2 separate regions of the Ovis aries genome follow, and region 1 is linked to region 2. A link is a contact called in public Hi-C data. All regions are on one chromosome and are shown on one strand. Each heading gives the region's core, a stretch centred on a gene start, on an enhancer-like site or on the middle of the called end of the contact. The rest is flanking DNA. Distances are from core to core; before and after follow the strand shown.

Evidence for each region. Hi-C and Micro-C count contacts between places; a contact is called where the count stands out from the background.
Region 1: a Hi-C map of liver shows a contact between it and region 2, with 2.3 times the contacts expected there. The contact joins the promoter of PGM2L1 here to the enhancer-like site in region 2. A contact is called at or near these places in 2 of 16 Hi-C or Micro-C datasets (liver and tail adipose tissue).

What each region holds. Positions count from the first base shown.
Region 1 is chr15:52,467,002-52,473,294 of ARS-UI_Ramb_v3.0, forward strand. PGM2L1 (phosphoglucomutase 2 like 1) reads right to left here and starts at 3,017. Exons shown (of 15, transcript XM_042233221.2): 1 at 2,928-3,017; 2 at 2,572-2,832. The coding sequence starts at 2,703.
Region 2 is chr15:52,336,420-52,342,952 of ARS-UI_Ramb_v3.0, forward strand. It overlaps PPME1 (protein phosphatase methylesterase 1), which reads left to right. Exons shown (of 14, transcript XM_012096032.5): 13 at 1-46; 14 at 178-2,592. The coding sequence ends at 178. It also overlaps a transcript of P4HA3 not described here. Among named protein-coding and RNA genes, the nearest start is that of TRNAE-UUC, 37 kb to the left of the region's middle. Within about 2 kb of position 3,747, at least 7 of the 54 cell types and tissues checked have an H3K27ac peak or open chromatin away from gene starts, as enhancers often do. A contact at or near this core is called in liver, where this site is marked.

The DNA of each region.
Region 1 (6,293 bases), core at 1,767-4,266, 130 kb after region 2:
GTGGGTTGCCATTTCCTTCTCCTTGTTACTTGCTACGTGTATTATATTTGTAAGCTTTTGTTTTATATTCCCTTCTATGTTCTTTGACAATATGATCCATATCTAATTACTCTTTGTGTCTCCCACAGGTTTTCAGTCAGTACCTTGTATACAGAAGGCCCTTTAAATATAAATTAATTTCTCTTCCACTTTCGGTGAGGGCTCTCCCCATTCTTTTTATATGTATCCCATCTTCTTATTGTCTTCCTTGACTATCCCAGTCCACAGGTCACTTACTTTTAAACTCCTATAAAAACCAACTGCCTATAAACCATTAAATTGCCACCAATACCATCCCAGAATTATCTTTTTACGTGTATATGTATTTCATAGTCTTGTCACATTTCAGTATATCCAACAATGTCTAGGTACAGCATGAACAATTAATATAAATTCACTCAGCCAATATTTTTAGAAATAATCAAATCAAAAGACCCATTAGGAAAAGTATAGTCAAAATTGGCACCTAAATAGAACAAAAGATTTCACCTGTGGCAATGAAACAAACTCCTACTGTTGAAGGGCCAAAGGCTTTGACACACATAATAGTTACCAGTAAATTAAACTGTGTTGGAATTCTACAAGTGTCTTTGAATATCATACATCTTCCTTTCACTTCACAAAGACACAAGTGCAATCACATTTCTTTACTGACAGCAGATGGCTTTAAACAATAGCAATTACCTATATTAAACCTACAAAGATAACATTCATTTGTAATTTAGATTTCTCTGCTGAAGAGATATATATGGTCAGTTTACAGCATATATCATTTACAGTATGCTAAGCCTTAGCTTTTTTTTCCTACTAGGCTTCCTCCTCCCTAATGAACCAAAAGCAGAAGAGTAATCTGTAAATCTTCACTTCTTTTCTATCCTTCCACAACAAGGAACTATATTCACAGCAGGCAATAATAAAAACAGGCAAAATGGATGTAAAGTTATTCGCATTTTTCACATCCTTGTAATCAGCGGGATACCACAGATTTTGTACCTGACTAAAAAAAGTGTGTGTACATATGTATTTTTTGCATAAACAGTCAAATCCTACAAAGAGGGTGTTAGCTCTCTAGTAGCTCATTCAGAACATTCTGGAGCCTTGCTACTCAAAGTGTGGTCCACAGACCAGCAGCACTGGTATCACTTGGGAGTTTATTATGAAGCAGAATCTCACACCCCACCCCAGGCTTCCTAAATCACAATCTGCATTTAAAGATCTCCAGGTGATCTGCATGCACTTCAAGAGTTTGAAATGCACTGGTTTAGACTCCAGAGGAAGAATTAGAATGTCCAAGATACATATGACCATGTAACACTAAAGAAGTAATTGCTTATTTGTTGGTCTTCCTTATTTGCTGACTGAAGGCTTTTTGAGGGTAGGAACCCTTTCTAGCCTCCTCACCTCTAGCATGCCCTGGACCCAACAGGCCCTGAAACATCACCCAGTACTCAATGGATATTTTCTGCTGAACGCATGAATGACTGAACAGAGTGAAAATAAAACTTTTTCAGAAGGCTAATAATCCTTTAGGAAGTTGAATAACGTGATTTCACATATGACCACATTAATTCTTTAATTCAGTATTATTAATTCCATTTAAAATACGCTGCCGTCTCTGCTTCAACAAATGCATTTAATATACTCGACAAAGCAAAAGCTTGGATCATCTTCCTTTGTTGGAGCTAAGGGCCTCTTTTACAAGTGAGATGGCTGCATTTTAATTCTAGCTCTCATATATCCATCCCGTATGCCTCCACAAGATAAACACCGCAACAATTTGGAGAGAGTACGGGTCGGGGAACAGAGGAGGAAGGGATACAAGTCTGTATCCCGAGCATCGCATGAAACCTGGAAAACATGATTTTTGGAAGAGGACACTTTCAGAAAATAACTTCTGGCCAGCGGAAAAAAGAGAACCCTTATATTTCTCAAGAGCAAAAGGTGGTATTAGAGAATACACGGGAGCGGGAGCGATAAAAGACCAGCGACTACCTAGCGACGTAAGGTGGAAACACATCAGACCAGCGCTAAAGCAGACAGTGGTTAGATATCGTCCCAGAAGGCGGAAAAAAAAAAAAAAAAAACAAAACACAACAACACAAAAACCACCCACTTTCAGATTTGCAGAGAAGGAAGTCAAGGGAGAAGAAAGGGGGAAGGAAATAAATATCTCTATTAAGGGTATAACTTACGATGATGATGATTAATTATTATTATTTTTTTTTTTTTTGAGAAAAGGGACATGATATACACTAGAAGGGGGGCGGGAAGGGGGGAGGAGGAAGGAAGGTAGCAATTTCTCGCCCTGCAAAATGAAGCGACTACAGGCGTCCTTTTCCAGCTCAGACGGCCCCAGGGAGGCAGCACAGGCATAGGTGGGTGGCAACGCCCAGCTCCGCTAGCTCCCGCCGCATGGCCTGAGCCATCTCCCCCACAGCCTGCCGAGCACCGGGTGGGGACGGGCAAGGGCGTACACGGTGTGGGAGGGCGTGCAGGAGGAGGGGGAGGATGCCCTGCTGACCAGGTACCCACCTTATCCCAACGGAGCCACTGCCCGATGGCTGTGTCTAGCTGAGGGTCCCCAGTGTGATAGGGGGCGTGGAGCAGGTTGGAGTTCAGGTCTCCCTCTGCGTTTTCAGTCATGGCAGCCAGTCTAGGGTGCATGAATGGGGATCCAGCGAAGACACCGAGCTAGAGGAGCTTGACGCGCGCTCACCGGGACCTCGACGACCCCTCCTCACTGAAAGGCATCGGAGACCTACCGCAGGACGTATGTGCCAGGTCCTGCCGCAGCTTTGGGGAAACAGGAGAGAGGGGTTACGCGGCCGCCTCCTTCCCACTAGACGAGCTCCTGGTCTCTCTGGGCGAACGGACTGAGGCGGTCCCACCTCGAGAGAACAACAACAGTCCCAGATGTCTGGGTCTTGGCCGCCGCCGCTACCGCCGCCCTCAGCTTTAGGCCCCGCCCTCGCGCCTCTGGCCCCGCCCCCCTTCCCAGTCGATTTAAGCTCCCGGGACTCGCGGCGCGAGCCTGGAAGCGCGCTCCCGACGCCTTCCCAGCGGCGCGATTTAGGACCATGCTGCGGGGTGAGGAATAGGGGCAGGGCCATTTTATTTCTTATTTTGCCTTTTTCCACGTGTCTTATTCTTGTTACAATCCCCACCCATCCCCACGCGTCTCCTTTTCTGCATCAGACGCCATGTCCACCACGACGCGCCCGCCTCAGAGTTAGCTTTTGTGAATCCCATGGCGCGCGAAGGCCCCCTCCTGTTTCGTGTTGGGGAGCGCGCCTGGCGGGAGAGTGCGAGGGCTGTCCCCGCATGGCCTCACGGGAGTTGTAGTTCTTCATCCCCCCATCCCCCCCGCCTCGAGGCGTGTAAAGACCACCGCAGACTACAACTCCCAGCAGCTCCTTGCCCTGCGTTTTCTCAAAGGAAAAAAGCTACACCTCTAGGCTGTTTCCTATAGAAACCTCCCGTCCGCGTTAGGTCTACTGCAGTTGTGTCCCTGGGCTTCAATTAGATTAAACAAGGGCAGGTGCAGGAAGGGTACAGCTGATACCTATTCAGTACTTTACAGTTTATGAATTGCCTTCTGAAGTCTAAACCATCGTGTGACGTGATCCATTCTCATTTTACACACAAAGAGGAAGCTGCTGAGTGAACTGACTTTTTCAAAGAGGCGGAATTCAAAAGTAGTTGAACGAGCAATCCAACCTCATTTTAGGTCTCAGATAGCAGCTCATTTTCCTCTGTTGTTACAGTGGACTAGGAGGTAGGGAGAAGATAACTGGGGAAAACAACCAAGTTGTGAAAGAGGGAGGATGTGTCAGCATTTAACCATAACACAAAAATGAATAAGCGTTAGCGTGCAAAAAATATTGGCAATAGGAATATGGAGCAAGAAGAAAGATTGAAAAGAAGTAGTCTTAAATTTCTCCTTATTTTGGCCTCCTCTCTTCTACGGAATGTTCACCTTTCAAGTCACAGAACAGGTGTGGGAGATTCTGACAAGTGCTTACCTGTCAGACACAGCTGCTCCAGAGTCTCTTGGTGTAGCTTCTTCAACAGTAGTTCTACGATTTTGACCAAGTGACTCTGTCTCTCCTCAGTTTTTTTGCAAGGAGAGTGAAATAGTATTTACACCTTGGCTGCAGTAACTTAAATGGTTTTAAAGTACTTGGAGGTTCACAGATAAAAGATATAATAAATTCAAAGTTTTACTTTCCTTTAAAAATGCCATTTATCATAATAAAATCCCAAATACCAAGGTATAGAAGGATTATATTACCTATCCCTGAAAAATAGTGTGCCATAGTTGAGAATTACAGTTTTTGCTAGTCAGTTAAGTATTTCCTTTACAGAATCAGCAGGTTATTTTATTCACACTAGGCCTGGGAAATACACATGAGTCCTGGAGAAAAATTCATCACTCACTATCATCACCATTATTGTCCGTGATGAACGTTAAGTAAACATGTACTCTATGCGAAGTTTTATGCTAGGGGCCGAGGCTAAGAGAAAGTATATAATAAAATTGTTCATTTCAAGAAATAAAAAATGAAAGTAAGAATGAAATCTGTCTGGGAAGACCATATGTATACAAGAAAAGAGCTCATGATAAACAGCAAGTGCTTGCCACAATCAACTGTATTGATTGTGACATAAGTGGTTATAATCTTGCTACTCAAAGTGTGATAGGAGGACCAGTCCTCTGGGAACTTAATAAGAAATAAAAAATTTCAAGCCCCATCCCAATTCTATTGAATCAGAATCTGCATTTTAACAAGATCCAGTGATGATTTGTATATATATATTAAATGTGATTAAGCAGTGGTTTTTATAAAGACAACTCTAATTTAATTCTGAGAAACACTACTGAGTCAACAGAACTTTCAAGAGGTGGAACTGTATAGCGCAAGTATAAAGGATGGGAGAAATGCAAGTTTTAATTCAATACCAGAATTAACTAGTCCCCATTTTTATCATCAAGGTCATGACAGACATAAACTAGTTACCAGAAGCTTTGCCCAGCATCTCCAACTTGTTGCTTAGGATTTGAAGGGTAAGCAAGAGGACCCAGAACTCATCAAATTCAAGAACAATATCTAAAAGTGTGTCCAGAAAAGGGAATATAATAGTTTTCCTAGTCAGGAAAGCTCAGAAGCTTTCATTTCTGTTGGAATTTGCCCAATATCCTGTATTTTTATTTGCTAAATGTGACAACTCTCTGGTTATGAAAGAGAATCTCTCTATTAGTCCTAATATACACCTTTTATTTATTGTTTTTAAAAATCTAATTAAGATAGTCAAAGCTCTCTTTTGGTCAAGGTAGCAAGAAATTAAATTTTCATCAATATTGGAGCCTCTCATCTCCAGCCCAGGCTTTAAATGATACTGGGGAAAGAGGAAGAGCAGACAGCTCTAGATCATCAAGGTTTCTGCTAACATCTATATTGTCCAGGGTCATAGTGGTCTTGAAGTCTGATAGCTTTCCCCTTGCATACCATTCAGGTATGGCCAGGAAACTTGACTGAGGCTACAAACCCCAAAGCTTCTGTCTAGGCACATGGCCATCCCCTCTAAATCCTACCAGTTCCTTGAAACACTGCCACCAAGCGGAGCTCAGGTCTTGTTACCCTCCTATGTTAAAACTTTAAAATAGGAAGAAATCTATCATTCTGCTTGTGATCACTCTGAAAAGAATAATATTTTCTTATTGTTCCCAAAGATGCTTGTCATAAATTCTAGTGAATGCTGTATTTAAAAAAAAAAAAAAGGAAGGAAAGTAAATGAGTATCTTACAAACAACTTTCTACTTTTAGCTCCTTTATGTAAAACCTCTGCTGAGACAAGGGATACAACAACAAAGAAGAAGTGGTTTTCTTTGTATAAGGGGAAAGATAAAGAGCACACCTAGGATTAGGATGAAGCAAGGCAAAGAACCTAGGGTGCAAAATCTAAGGAGACACTTCCTATTAGGTTTATGGAACTGTAGAATTGGCACCTGAGGATGTGTCCCATTACAGATTTTAAAACACCTTTATTGTGATATAGTTCACATGCCAAACAATTTACCTATTTAATGTATACAATTTAATGTTTTTTTTGTTTTATTCACAAACATCCCCACAGTAAATTTTAGAACATTTTTATCACCTTGAGCTATCCTGTTGCCCTATCTCCCACTCCCAGACCTAAGCAACCACTAATCTACTTTCTATATTGGTTTCCCTGTTCTGAACATTTCATAT
Region 2 (6,533 bases), core at 2,497-4,996:
TCCTGATTCGGCACAGGTTTGCAGAGCCTATCGGTGGATTCCAGTGGTAAGGAAGTACAAAGATTTAAAGAGCCCAGCAGTACCCCAACAAAGAGATATTTGCAAGGTTGTAAATATCTCTGCCTTACCCCTGCCTGGGTTAGGTCACCATGCCTTTCTTCTTCCTCCTCAACACAGAGCCCAGCGTGTGTATTTCTGCAAAGCCGTGGTTGGTTCTTTCCGTGTGCTCTGGTCCAGTGAGTTGTTGCTAAACTGACATTAAACAGTGCCTAGTCCCCTACCCCCTTTGTGATGTGTACTTTTTCTTGAGATGCCCCTTCCTGTGGAGGCTGGGATGGGAATTGTCCATTTCCAGGCTCTTAGAAAAATTCTATATGCCTTCTCCCGCCCTGCTGTCGAGGAAGGTGAGGCAGACCTTGAGGCTATGTAGAGATCTGGAGCAGGGTTTCCAGCCTCAGCACTGTTAACGTTTGAGGCAGGTAATCCTTTGTGGTGGTGGGGCTATTCTGTGCACTGTAGCATGATGATCAACATCCCTGGACTTTACATACTAGGAACCAGTAGCACCCTCTCAACACACATACTTGTGTCAAGCAAAAACATCCCTAGATTTTACCTATTGTCTTAAGGGAGGCAGAGTCATTCCCATTTGGGAACCACTGGTCTAGAGGAAAAAGGATGCCTCTCTTCTTGGGAAACTCTATGTCGGATTGGGAGACACAGTAGATTTCTTTGTGGAGGAGGAGGAGGAAGAGGGGCATGGTGACCCAAACCACATGGTCCTGGTCCCACCTCAAGGAACTCCCAGTCTTTGCTGCAGAAGCCCCCATCCTCACAGAGCTCCGCAGGCCATGTGAAGAGTCAGGCCAGTCGGAAAGTCTCTTTTCTGATTCTGATGATGGTCCAAGGGAACTTGTTCCCCACCCTCAGAAAGTTTGAAGAAAAAATGTTGAAGAAATATAAATAGTTTCTACATAAGGTAGTTCGAAATGCCAGGGCCTAAGCGGTTTGGATGACAAAGCAAGGTGGGCATTGAAAATGCCAGGAGCCTGGTACAGTGAGCCACAGTGATTCCCTGATGTCAGACCACCCCTCAAGCAGCTGACCATTGATGGATCCCAGGAATCAACAATAAAAGACTTAGTTTCTCTCAGTAAGCAGTGTCTGGGGGCCCTGGCCCATTTGGAGCTGTGGTCTGATCAGCCGTACACTGAGAGCATACCCTGTATCTAGCCCTGGATGGGGCTGAGAAGAGGTGCAGAGATCTGCAAAGGCCTTGGTGATCATTAGGAAGGGCTTCCTGGATGAGACAGGGTAAGCGGGGTAAGCCAGTGAGAGTCACATTTGTTTTCCATTCTCTTTCCACTCTTCACAGTGTGTTTCCTGGCTGTTAGTGACCTGCTCTCCTTCCCTCCCTCAACATTGAGCTCTGTTGTAAATACATCGCACCAGAGGCCACTGTGATGCCGCTGTCTGCTCACCATCCCGCCCGACCATGTGACACCGGCTCCCTGTAGACGGGCATCCCCAGATATACAAACCCTTTCGTGTATTCCTGCCCAAAGCATTATTTTCCAGGGCCTTCGATCAACATTGATCTCCCCAGTCTAAGGCTCCCCAGCTCCTCTCCCTTCCCCGTTCAGGGATAGCTCTTGCCTGTCCTCCCTGCCTTGCCTTGGGTGAAGCCTCCATCAGAACTGCCACCCTTGACCCCTGTTCCTGGCATTAGGTAATGTACCTGGGTCCCCATGTTTCCCCAGGTACAGGAACCTCCATTGCTTGAGATTGTTCTTGCCATGGTCCTGCCTTGCCTCAGGGGCTGGACCATGTGCAAGATGGTCTCTATTTTTCCCTTTTAGATAAAACACCAGTCAAATACCTTTTTATCCCCATCTTATTCTTCTAGGCTTGGAAGACACAGAGAGGTCAGGATCTCATCCTTAGGTAGAGGGAGGGGTGGTGGATAGCATCACAAGAAACTAGCCTGAAAATCAGGCTCAGCCAGTCCAAGCACATGGCCTCCCATCTGGGGAGGGCCCACGTCCCACTCCCACATCTCTGGGCACCTGCCCTGGGCTGAGGCCAGGCTGCTCCAGGGGCCTCTTGAGCCCTCACCTGCCATAAAGCAACCCAGGTTCACTACAGCCCATGCACAAAGCCACAGGCTAAGGCCCGTGGAGTTGTTTTTAAGAAGCAGATTTAACCATTTTCATAGTTGGTCCCTGGAGGTATGCAGAGTGCCCGCTTGCCTTTTCTAGACCCACAGCTTATCTTAGTTGTTTGTGGTTTCCATGTCACCCTTCATAGAAACAGTACAGTCCAGCATCCTCAACATTTGCCCTCTTCTAGCTGCCTCATCACAGCACTTCAGCCTCCCTGCTGCCCAGGCACGCCATTTCCAAGGGTAGGGAGGGGCAGTCTCCTGCAGCCCATCTTCTCTGTGACTGTCTTAGGTGATGCGTAGCCCCCTCCACCTTTTGACCCCACAACTTCCTATCCCTGTCCTGCTTCAGGGTCCGAAGTCTGGGACCTTCTTTGTTTCTTTGTTATTTATGACCTTGTTTAAAGAAAATAAATACCTCCCAACCTTTATCTGGTCTTTCTCTATGGAGTTGTCCTTATTTCTGTTGATCTAGGGGTTGGGGACAGTTCATTGGATTTAGACACCATAGAGCTCCAGAAAAACCTGTTTTTTGCCTGCAGCCCATCAACATCTTATGCTCTGCCTGCTCCCCAGAATCAGAATGCCCATTAGAATGGACAGAGCCAGCCTCCACTGCAGCCAGGGAGACTAGATTCCATCCTCTCTCTTCTAGTTATGTACTGTGTTGACTTTGGCCTAGAACAGGACAGTCTGGGCACTGTCCACATGACCTCAAGCTCTCAGAGTTTCGCATTTGCTAATGCCCAAAGTTTCTTTACAAGTTCAAGCACCTCCTCAACTCTAGACACTTAGGTCTGTCTACTTGTCCAGATGACCAAAAGCCACTCACATTGACCATTCCTAAGTTGAACTACCTTCCCCCTAAAACTTGTTCTCCCATATTCCTAGCTCAGTAGTGATAGGTTCCCCCATCTCTCGACTGGTCTAAACAAGGCAGCCAAAGTGTCCTTGATGGCTTCCTCTCTCACATTCACAACTGCCATCCACTCTGTGTTCTATGTCTCCTCCTCTCCTTGCCGCAGCCCCTCCCCTGGCTACTCTCTACACATTGCTGGAGTCTTAGCAGGTGTTGGAGCTAGGCTGCCTAAATTAGAACCTAAGGCCCATCCCTTGCTGGATGTATCAGATAGCTAAGTACTTTCCTCTCTTTGTGCTTTGGTTTCCTCATCTGAAAAATAGAGGTCAACAGTATTTACCCCATAGGGTCTTGAGGACTACACAAGTTAATATGGGTTAACTCTCTCAGTAACTGACATAGGGTAAGCACCTAATAAATAGTTCCTATCATGTCACTCCCAAGACCTTCTTTACTCGGAGTGGCCTGTGGTCAGCAGCATTAAGTATCATCTGGAAGCTTGTTCAAGATTGTGTCCTTATTGAGTCAGTACGGATCTACACTCCAAGAAGCACATTATTCTGAGAAATTCTGGTTTGGATGTTCACTAAATATATCTGAGTAAAGCATGAGCTCCCTGGCAGAGAAGAAAAGTCCCTGTGTTCTGTGCGCTTCCACCAAGCCCTTCTTGGGGAGGGAGGGGCCTACCAAGGTCTCTTTGCTGGCCTGTTTGCACTCTGTCCACAGGGGGGCAGCATGGTCAAATGTGTGTTTTTCAGGGACACAGCCAATTTTGTTCACCAGATTAAGTCATAATAGTTATCAAAGTTGAGCAGCTATTTGACTTTTCACACAACTATTTAATCCTCATGACAACCCTATGAGGTAGGTGATGTCATTTGACAGGCAGGCATTAGGTCCAAATTCATATAGCTCAGAAGACGTGTCAGAATTTAAACTTAGGGTTTTTTCCTCTTTACACTGCCTCCTGGACAATATAGGTGACCCTGGGCAGAGGTCATTTTGGTACAGATACCTGGCAAGAGGATGATGACCAGGCTTGATGGATGGAAAGTAAGAAACATTCACTTAACTTTATATTAGATACTCTGCTGCTGCTACTGCTAAGTCACTTCAGTCCTGTCCGACTCTGTTCAACCCCATGGACTGCAGCCTACCAGGCTCCTCCGTCCATGGGATTTTCCAGGCAAGAGTACTGGAGTGGGATGCCATTGCCTTCTCCTAGTTACATCTTAATCTTCTGAATCCTTGTGAAGTATGGGCATTATTCTCAATTTATCTTTTTTTTTAAAGTTCACATAAATTATCATTTTTTTAATTTAAGTATATTATTTTTTTAAGTTGATTTACAATGTGTTAGTTTCAGGTGTAGAACAAAGTGGTTTAGTTATATATGTGTGTTCTTTTTTCAGATTCTTTTCCATTACAGGTTATTATAAGATATTGAATATAGTTCCCTGTGGTATGAAATAAGTCATTGTTGTTTACTTTATTTGTATATATTTTGTGTACACATTAATCCCAAACTCCTAATTTACCCCTCTCCCAACCTTTCCCTTTTGGAAACCATAAATTTGTTTTTGAAGTCTGTGAGTCTCTGTTTTTTAAATAAATTCATTTGTATCATTTTTTTAGATTCCATATAGAAGTGTTATCATATGATATTTGTCTTTTTCTGTCTCAATATAATCTCTAGGTCCATTCATGTTGCTGGAGATGGCATTATTTCATTCTTTTTATGGCTAAGTAGTATTCCATTGTGTATACATACACACACACACATATCATATATACACACACACACCAAATCTTTATCCATTGATCTGTTGATGGACATTTAGGTTGCTTCCATTTCTCAGCTACAGTAAATAGTGCTGTGGTGAACACTGGGGTGCCTGTGTCTTTCAAATTAAGAGTTCTCATCTTCTCCAGATACATGCTCAGGAGTGGAATCGCTGGATCATATGACAACTCTGTTTTTAGTTTTTTAAGGAACTTCCAGACTGTCTTCCATAGCAGCTGCACCAATTTACGTTCCTACCAGCAGTGTAGGAGGGCTCCCTTTTCCAGCATTTCACACCCTTTCCAGCATTTATTATTTGTAGACTTTTTGATGATGGCCATTCTGACTGGTGTGAAGTGATGCTTCACTGTAGTTTTGATCTGTATTTCTTGACTAGTTAGTAATGGTGAACATTTTTTCATGTGCCTATTGGCCCATCTACATGTCTCTTTGGAGAACTATTTAGATTTTCTGCCCATTTTTGGATTGGGTTATTTTGATACTGAGCTATATGAGTTGTCTGTATATTTTGGAAATTAATTCCTTGTCGTTCACATCATTTGCAAATATTTTCTCCCATTCTGTAGGTTTTCCTTTCATTTTGTTTACACTGTACTTTGCTGTGCAAAAGCTTTTAAGTTTAATTAGGTCCCATTTGTTTATTTTTGCTTTTATTTCCATCACTTTAGGCAACAGATCCAAAACAAATCACTGTGATTATATGTCAAAGAGTGTTCTATGTTTTCCTTCAGAGATTTTTATAGTATCTAGTCTTTTTTCTTAATGATTTTGTTATTTTTGTGCTGAATCTTCATTGCTTCTAGTTGTGGAGAGCAGGGGCTACTCTCGAGTTGCAATGCATGGGCTTCTCATTACAGTAGCATCTCCTGTTGTGGAGCACAGGCTCAGTAGTTGTGGTACATGGGCTTAGTTGCTCCACAGTATATGGAATCTTCCCAGACCAGGGATTGAACTTGAATCTCCTGTGTTGGCAGGTGGATTCTTTACCACTGAGCCACCAGGGAAGTCCAGTATCTGGTCTTATATTTAGGTCTTTAATCCATTCTGAGTTTATTTTATTAGGTCTTTAATCCATTTTAAGATGTTAGAGAATGTTCTAATTTCAGTCTTTTCCATGTAGCTATCCAGTTTTTCCCCAATTTGAAGGCAAAGAAACTGAATTTCAGAGATGTAAAATGACTTGCCCACAGACATGGCTAGGAGGTGGCAGGATCTTTGAGCATTGCACTATCTCCTAGTAGAGAAGAGACCATTCATATGTTCAGATAATGTATTTTTTTTTTAAATTGAAGGGTAATTGCTTTATAGTATTGTGTTGGTTTCCACATAATATACTCTTTAAGGAGCACCTACTATGTGCTGGATATAGCATCCTTGTGAAGCCTACAGATCAGCACTCCAAACTCAGGAAGAGAATAAAGGAGACCCTTGGACCCTTTGAATGAAGTATTTCCACAAAGCCAGAAGGAACATATTTGCGTCAAACCAGAGGACAATCTGTCAGACACATACACTAAAGAATGTCCAAGGAGAACTTCCTGAAAGAAGAAGGTGGGCAAATAGGGCAGACACAGATCTAATGTTGGGGGCCAGAATCTTGTGATTGAGAAGACTCAAAGGGCTGAGGAGAGTTGGGCACGACTTCTTGTTATCCTCTTCTAAAGCTGCTATTACAAACATTTATTTGCTGACTAAGCAAACCTGAGCAG